2 separate regions of the Gasterosteus aculeatus genome follow, and region 2 is linked to region 1. A link is a contact called in public Hi-C data. All regions are on one chromosome and are shown on one strand. Each heading gives the region's core, a stretch centred on a gene start, on an enhancer-like site or on the middle of the called end of the contact. The rest is flanking DNA. Distances are from core to core; before and after follow the strand shown. Region 1 overlaps arhgef28a (Rho guanine nucleotide exchange factor (GEF) 28a). Region 2 holds the start of hexb (hexosaminidase B (beta polypeptide)).

Region 1 (3,124 bases), core at 525-3,024:
CGCACGCCTTCGCCAGCCCGCTGCCGTTAATGCAGCAGGGGGGGGGGATGAGCCCCCGGTGGTGTGTGAACTAATGAGGGAGAGAAGGAACATTGCAGCCAGTCTTGCTGTTAACATTGCTGCTCACTTGTCGGCCCATTCAAGGCTCTGTGTGTGTGTGTGTGTGTGTGTGTGTGTGTGTGTGTGTCTTTTCAACGGTCACACCTGCTGAACCCGGCAGCACAAAGCAGCCCGGCGGGGGCTCCAATTGGATGTATGAGCTATATTAGTTCCCCCGCCGCCGCCGCCGCTGCTGCTCGTCCTTGTGAGGTGCGGTGAGACTTAAAGGGCAGAGAGAACAGTGCTCCCTTTATCCTCCTCGCGGCTCCGGGGGGGGGGGGGGACACACACTTCACCCGAGTGCTTTTCCAACAGAGTGTCGATAATTGAAGTCCCTCCCAACGCAACGGATTGCTTTCTTGAGCCGCGTGCCTCTGGTTTTAATTATTTTGTCGGAGGCTTTTTATTTGCAATGGTTTAATTATCATCAATCATTAGGATGTTTATCGGCGAGCGGCGCTGCTGGAGCACCGAGACAAACGACGCCTGCGATTGCGCTCGTTATCGCAGGTCGTCCATCAACAGCGGGTTGGGTTCGCCGCGTGCCAGCGAGTGAACCGCCTGAGAAGAAGCTTCTCATTACTGACCTCCGGCCCAGAAATACAGCGCGCATACCTGACGCCCATCTAGAGGGATGACCATGTGAGGAATCACGTTGGGCAGACTCCTCTGCCGGCAGCGCCGCCACGCCTGGAGCAGCTCCCGCTGGTTCTCCAGGCGCTCGCGCTCCCTCTCCACGTTCCTCTGGCCCTCCCGGAGCCGCTCCAGGCTCTGCTGGTACTCCTCCAGCTGCTCGTCCAGCTCCTGGCGCTCTCGCCTCAGCCTCTCCGTCTCCAGGTGGCACTGCCGCTCCCGCTCCTCCAGCCTGCTCTCCTGCTCCCCCTGCTGGCTCTCCCGGGCCTGGCACTCGCGCTCCCAGCGCTCCTTCTCCTGGCGGAGTCGGCCCTTGAGCCGCTGCGCCGCCGCCACCTCCTCCTTGCGCTTCTCCAGGTTGCGCTGCTTCTCCTGCTCCTGCAGGGTGTTGCCCCGCATGCTGGGGAGGTGCGGCCGGTGGGCGCGGGGGGATGGGCGGCCGCTCTCTCGGAGGAGGAGCCTCTGGACCTCGCAGCAGCTGTCCTGGATGGCGACGGTGGCCTGCAACCCGGAAAAAAACCCCGATGTGAATGCTTGATGAAAATGCAAAAAAAAACACCACCACAACAGGGAATACGAGAAGGCGATTTGAATTGGATCAGACCCTCGCCAGGCCTACACACGGTCAAATGACCCCCCCCCCCCCCTCCGCGGGTAAAACCGCGGTTTCCAGGCTCATAACACAAGAATGCATTCGGAACTTTGAATACGAAAATATCATTGAAATAAAAACCTCACCAAATGCACATAGACGGACGAGAGAGCCCCCACACATCCCCTCATGCAAATACACACACACGACGTGCATGCACAACTTTGCATTTTATACTTAACAGCAGTGTGTGTGTGTGTGTTTGTGCGATGAAACAAAGGACTCGTGTACATCTTCCAGCAGAACAAAGATCAGCAGGATTCTGGTTCCTGCAGCTCGCTCCCTGCAGAGCGCTGGTTCCCCGTTTGCCGGAGCCACATTAAAGCCGTTATCTCCACAACAAAGCGCCCAGTATGCAAGAGGTGCGTTTGTTTAATACGTGTGAGGGCTGCGGGCGGGATGAGAAGTAGCAGGTGGTGAGCCGTGTATTGAATAATGCACTTACCTGCAGACTGTAGAGTAACCGGGTCAGGCTTTGGACACTTTGAGCAACCTGTTAACAGACAAAACCACAACACGGCGAGCGGATTAATGAGCCTGCTGGGATTTTGATGCATGACATTTTTCTGCTTAACAATGTCCACTTCACAATCTACTCACAGTCTAAAGGTTTAGGGGGGAAAAACATACAGAACATTTGCGCCTCCTTGAGGCCACATTGTGCTCTACCGCTATTTTTTAGCGACAAAATAGCCCACCGGAGTGGAAAATAAAATTCACCTCGTAGGTCACAAAACCTCTGCGCGGTAATTGGAATAAGTCTCCGTATCCATTTTTAATGGCGCAATTCCTTTGGAAACAAGATGGACTCCTTCCTCTTTTATGAGCTCATCAATGATTCATTACATTGAGACTGAAATGTAATTGTAACAGACTGTATTGAATTATTGAAACCACCGTCGGCAAGAAACTAACAGACTATAATGACCTTTAACGCTGCCGTCCCCCCCATGGCAACTACAGGCATCCCATCACACCTGCATCAATATTTAAGTGTGCTGTACCTCGGAGTCGATGCCGTTCCTGTGGGTTTGGTGCAGGAGAGAAGGGGAGCGGAGCCCGAGGGCCTCAGTCCAGCCCCCCTGCCCGGCCTCCGGGGTTACAGGCGAGCCCTCGCGGTCCGAGGGGGGCGGCGCCGGGCTGACGGGGAACACGGAGTCGGCGTCGTCGGAGTCCGGGCTGGGACTCGATGGAGAGCGGGCCCCAGGCGACAGCGCGGCCTTCAGGGTCTCGGCTGGGGAACGAAAGGAAACGGCAGAGTGTGAAACGCAGAGACTTCACACCCCGAGAGCTCCGGCTGGGAGAAAAACTAAAAGCAGGATTTCGTTGGTTCTCAGAGACAAAACAAGTCCTTCTGTTCTTCATATGTTCCGGTCACGGCCCTGAATTTATTTATGTAGACAAAAAAAAACATAAACTTATAAAACTTATAATAAGATCCTGGAACAGAAGGTGTGACTCATTTGTTACATTATACGAGAGAAATATCAAAGATGGCATTTAAAGGTTGCAATGAAATAAACCTGACCTTAATACAATATGTACTACTTCTTGATTAAAACACTAAGTACATAAATATTTATACACTTGGTTTAAAACATAATGTGATTCGGTATCTATTAATGTATGCATGGATTCTGCATGATGAATGACGATTTATCATAAGTTCCCAAATATTTTATATTAATAAACACTTTAAATGTTTATTAAATGAATTGCATGTGAATCTGGTCCTGCAGG
Region 2 (2,853 bases), core at 99-2,598, 73 kb before region 1:
AACGGCTCCATATTCATCTTCATACACCAACTGGCTGAAAGTCTCCAGACCTGAAAGACACCAAAAACAGATAATCATATAGAGAGCTACAGTTGAGCAAATTAATAAACCAGCTTTGCATTTTGGGGAAAATACTTAATTGAGTGTGTGACAAAAAGATCAAAAACACTAAAGTCTGTTAAAACAAAATATTGAACTAGGCCTTCAAGCTTTTCTGATTAATTGAAAGAGGAAATCATTCAATGCAGCTTTAATGCAGAGTTTGTGATCAGTCCTACCGCGCAGGGCTCCCCAGACCTTTGGTGCTTTCAGGACAGCATACGGCTGATCCACAGTCAGCTCATCTGCAGACACAGCGGTTGTGCATTTCATTGTTACACAGTGTAGTCAAAGCTCGGCAGGGGGTCATTAGGACACTTAAGGCAAGGTCTTAAGTACTCAGGTGGGTGAAGGGGGGCTTTAAACATTAGGTCTACACGGACTGTTAATCCCAGTACCAGGTAATCTCTAACCACCGGTAAATCAGAGGTCCACAGCCTCCCTGGTTGTAAGGTACACATCATTTAAATGAGGCGGTTACAAGTAAAATGTTGCATTCACTTACGTAGCAACTGGTATAAGTGCATAATATTTTTGTGTCAATAACTTTCACTGTAACAGAAACTAAAATGTAGAACACAAATGACCCCCCCCCCCCCTAGAAAGGAAGAACAACAACTGTACTTTGTCACGTTGCAACACCATCAATGAGGAAGCGGCGGAACTCACATGACTCGTCCGACGTGACAGCGGGGAAGCGCTCACATTCCGAGTCAGCTGATACGATCAACACCTGCAGCTCCGTCAGCACCGAGGGCCCCGCTCGCCTGCCTTCAGCCCCATGCTGCACTCTGGAGCCCCCAAATATGTACTCGTAATACCTGCGGAGTGAGACGGGGAAAGGGGCGCGGCGGTTACAGGTGCCCCTGAACGCACCGCGGCGCTTTTATAGTAAACGGGAAGCTTTCCTCACCTCCTGTACGCGTTCTGCAGGAGGCTGCAGCTCGCCCCCGAGCTCGAGCCTTTGGCGTCGGTTATTCGGAAAGTGACGCCGGTTAATTTGAACGAAACGTCGGAGATTTTCACCTTCTGCGGCAGGGGCCACAGGGAGCCGTACTTCGAAGCCGCAAAGACGCGCTCCGTCTCGGCCGACTCCTCGTAGTCGTCCCGGGGGCCGGGCTGCAGCCCCCGCGAGAAGCCGAGGGTCAGCAGCAGAAGCGCGAGCTGCAGAGGGGCGGTCATGCTGGCGGGCCGCACGGAAGTGTCACGAGACCCAACGGGCAACAGTGTAGCTTTATGTGCGGGGAACTGGGCGGGGCTTCGGTGTTGTGCGGAAGTGCAGATTTAAGATTTAAAGGGGAAGCACAACCCCGACCGCCTTGTAGACATTTTCATTAGAAAATAACGAGGACGCTTATCGACATTTTCATTAGAAAATAACGGGGACGCGAAAAAAAGATGTATCTCTTAATTTGTGCAACTAGTAGCTGGAAACCTTTCCTTTTAAATTCTAAACATTATTTCTCATGTTGACCTAATATGTTTTCTACTTTGTTTTCAACTTTAGTTTTCGACCTCTTTTTCTTCTTGATTTTTTCCCCCTATATTTCGAGCAAACATATTTAGGTTTGTTTTCAAATTACGTTTTGATTAAATTTTTCTTTTTAGCTTTTTTCCATGACATTTTTTTTCAAAAATATCTTCAACGTATTTCTTTTTCAAAACATTTATTAACAATGTTTTTTTTCCTTTCTTTGCATGGCATGTTTTAACAAAATATTTATAAAACCAAAATATTCAACAAAAAGTTTTTTAATCACGTTTTTGACCTAACGTTTTTCAATACATTCTTTTTTGTTTTGTTTTCCAGGATATTTAGTACATATTTAGACTTTTAAAAAATACTTTTGGACCCAATATTTTTGTAACAAGTATTCACATCATTTATTTGAATATTTTTTCAAAACAGTTTTTGAACTTCTTTTCCATAACATTTTCTCACCTAATATTTCAAAACCTTTTTGGACCTAACATACTTATGTTAGTTTTTTTTGTTCTTTTTTCATAGTTTTTTTTAATATTATTTTTTTTACCTTTCCTATTGCTGTTCATTCTCAGATAATCTACTTTACTCCCAGGAATATTTCGACCACTAGGTGTCCCTCTTGTCATATTTATTAAAATAAAGATGTTTATCTGCACACCACTATATCATTAATGTATTAACAGTCTGTATCTATGAGACAATTGAACACGCTGTTGATTTTTTTTCAACAGGAATCACTTTCTGGCCATTTTATTTTTTGATAGTGTAGAGTACAACCGCTACAATAGCAACGTAAATTGATTAATAAATGAAAAAGGACAATATTGAAAATACATCAACAAGGATATCTCTTATTTAATTTCTAAGCTTGTCTATTAGAGGTCTAAAAGTGATATAGACCACAGTTATAACTTACCCCAAACATTAATAACTCTGTTGTGTAGCACAACATACATTTAATTGTAACTGGATCAATCTTGGCAAAAAGAATCAACTTACATTTTATAAGCCCAGTTTTTTGGCAGTGGGAGGGGTTTTCATAAGGTCAGAAAAATATATTAAAGCAAAGATTGATTAGGCAGATGTTATTTTTACACAAACCGCAGGGGGGCCTGTGTGAGCTCAACAACCACGAGGAAGTAAAATCAATGTTAACCAAAAGACAAGGTTAATAATTAAATGAATTATTCCCCAGTCCCAGCTTTCAGTCTTTGGCACTTGTTGCAGGAACATTTCGTCCACTAGATGTCTCTCAGGTCACGTACGGA

The links. A called contact is a pair of places that touch in the nucleus more often than the background predicts.
Region 2: a contact with region 1 is called in a Hi-C map of liver, with 4 times the contacts expected there. The contact joins the promoter of hexb here to the enhancer-like site in region 1. A contact is called at or near these places in 6 of 6 Hi-C or Micro-C datasets (blood and trunk muscle, liver, skeletal muscle and 2 more).

The regions. Positions count from the first base shown.
Region 1 is chr14:3,101,816-3,104,939 of fGasAcu3.hap1.1, reverse strand. arhgef28a (Rho guanine nucleotide exchange factor (GEF) 28a) reads right to left here. Exons shown (of 34, transcript XM_078088912.1): 30 at 2,389-2,618; 31 at 1,830-1,877; 32 at 715-1,233. Among protein-coding and RNA genes, the nearest start is that of arhgef28a, 22 kb to the right of the region's middle. Within about 2 kb of position 1,774, at least 3 of the 9 cell types and tissues checked have open chromatin away from gene starts, as enhancers often do. A contact at or near this core is called in liver, where this site is marked.
Region 2 is chr14:3,174,751-3,177,603 of fGasAcu3.hap1.1, reverse strand. It overlaps hexb (hexosaminidase B (beta polypeptide)), which reads right to left and starts at 1,348. Exons shown (of 14, transcript XM_040197300.2): 1 at 1,013-1,348; 2 at 769-920; 3 at 279-344; 4 at 4-50. The coding sequence starts at 1,281.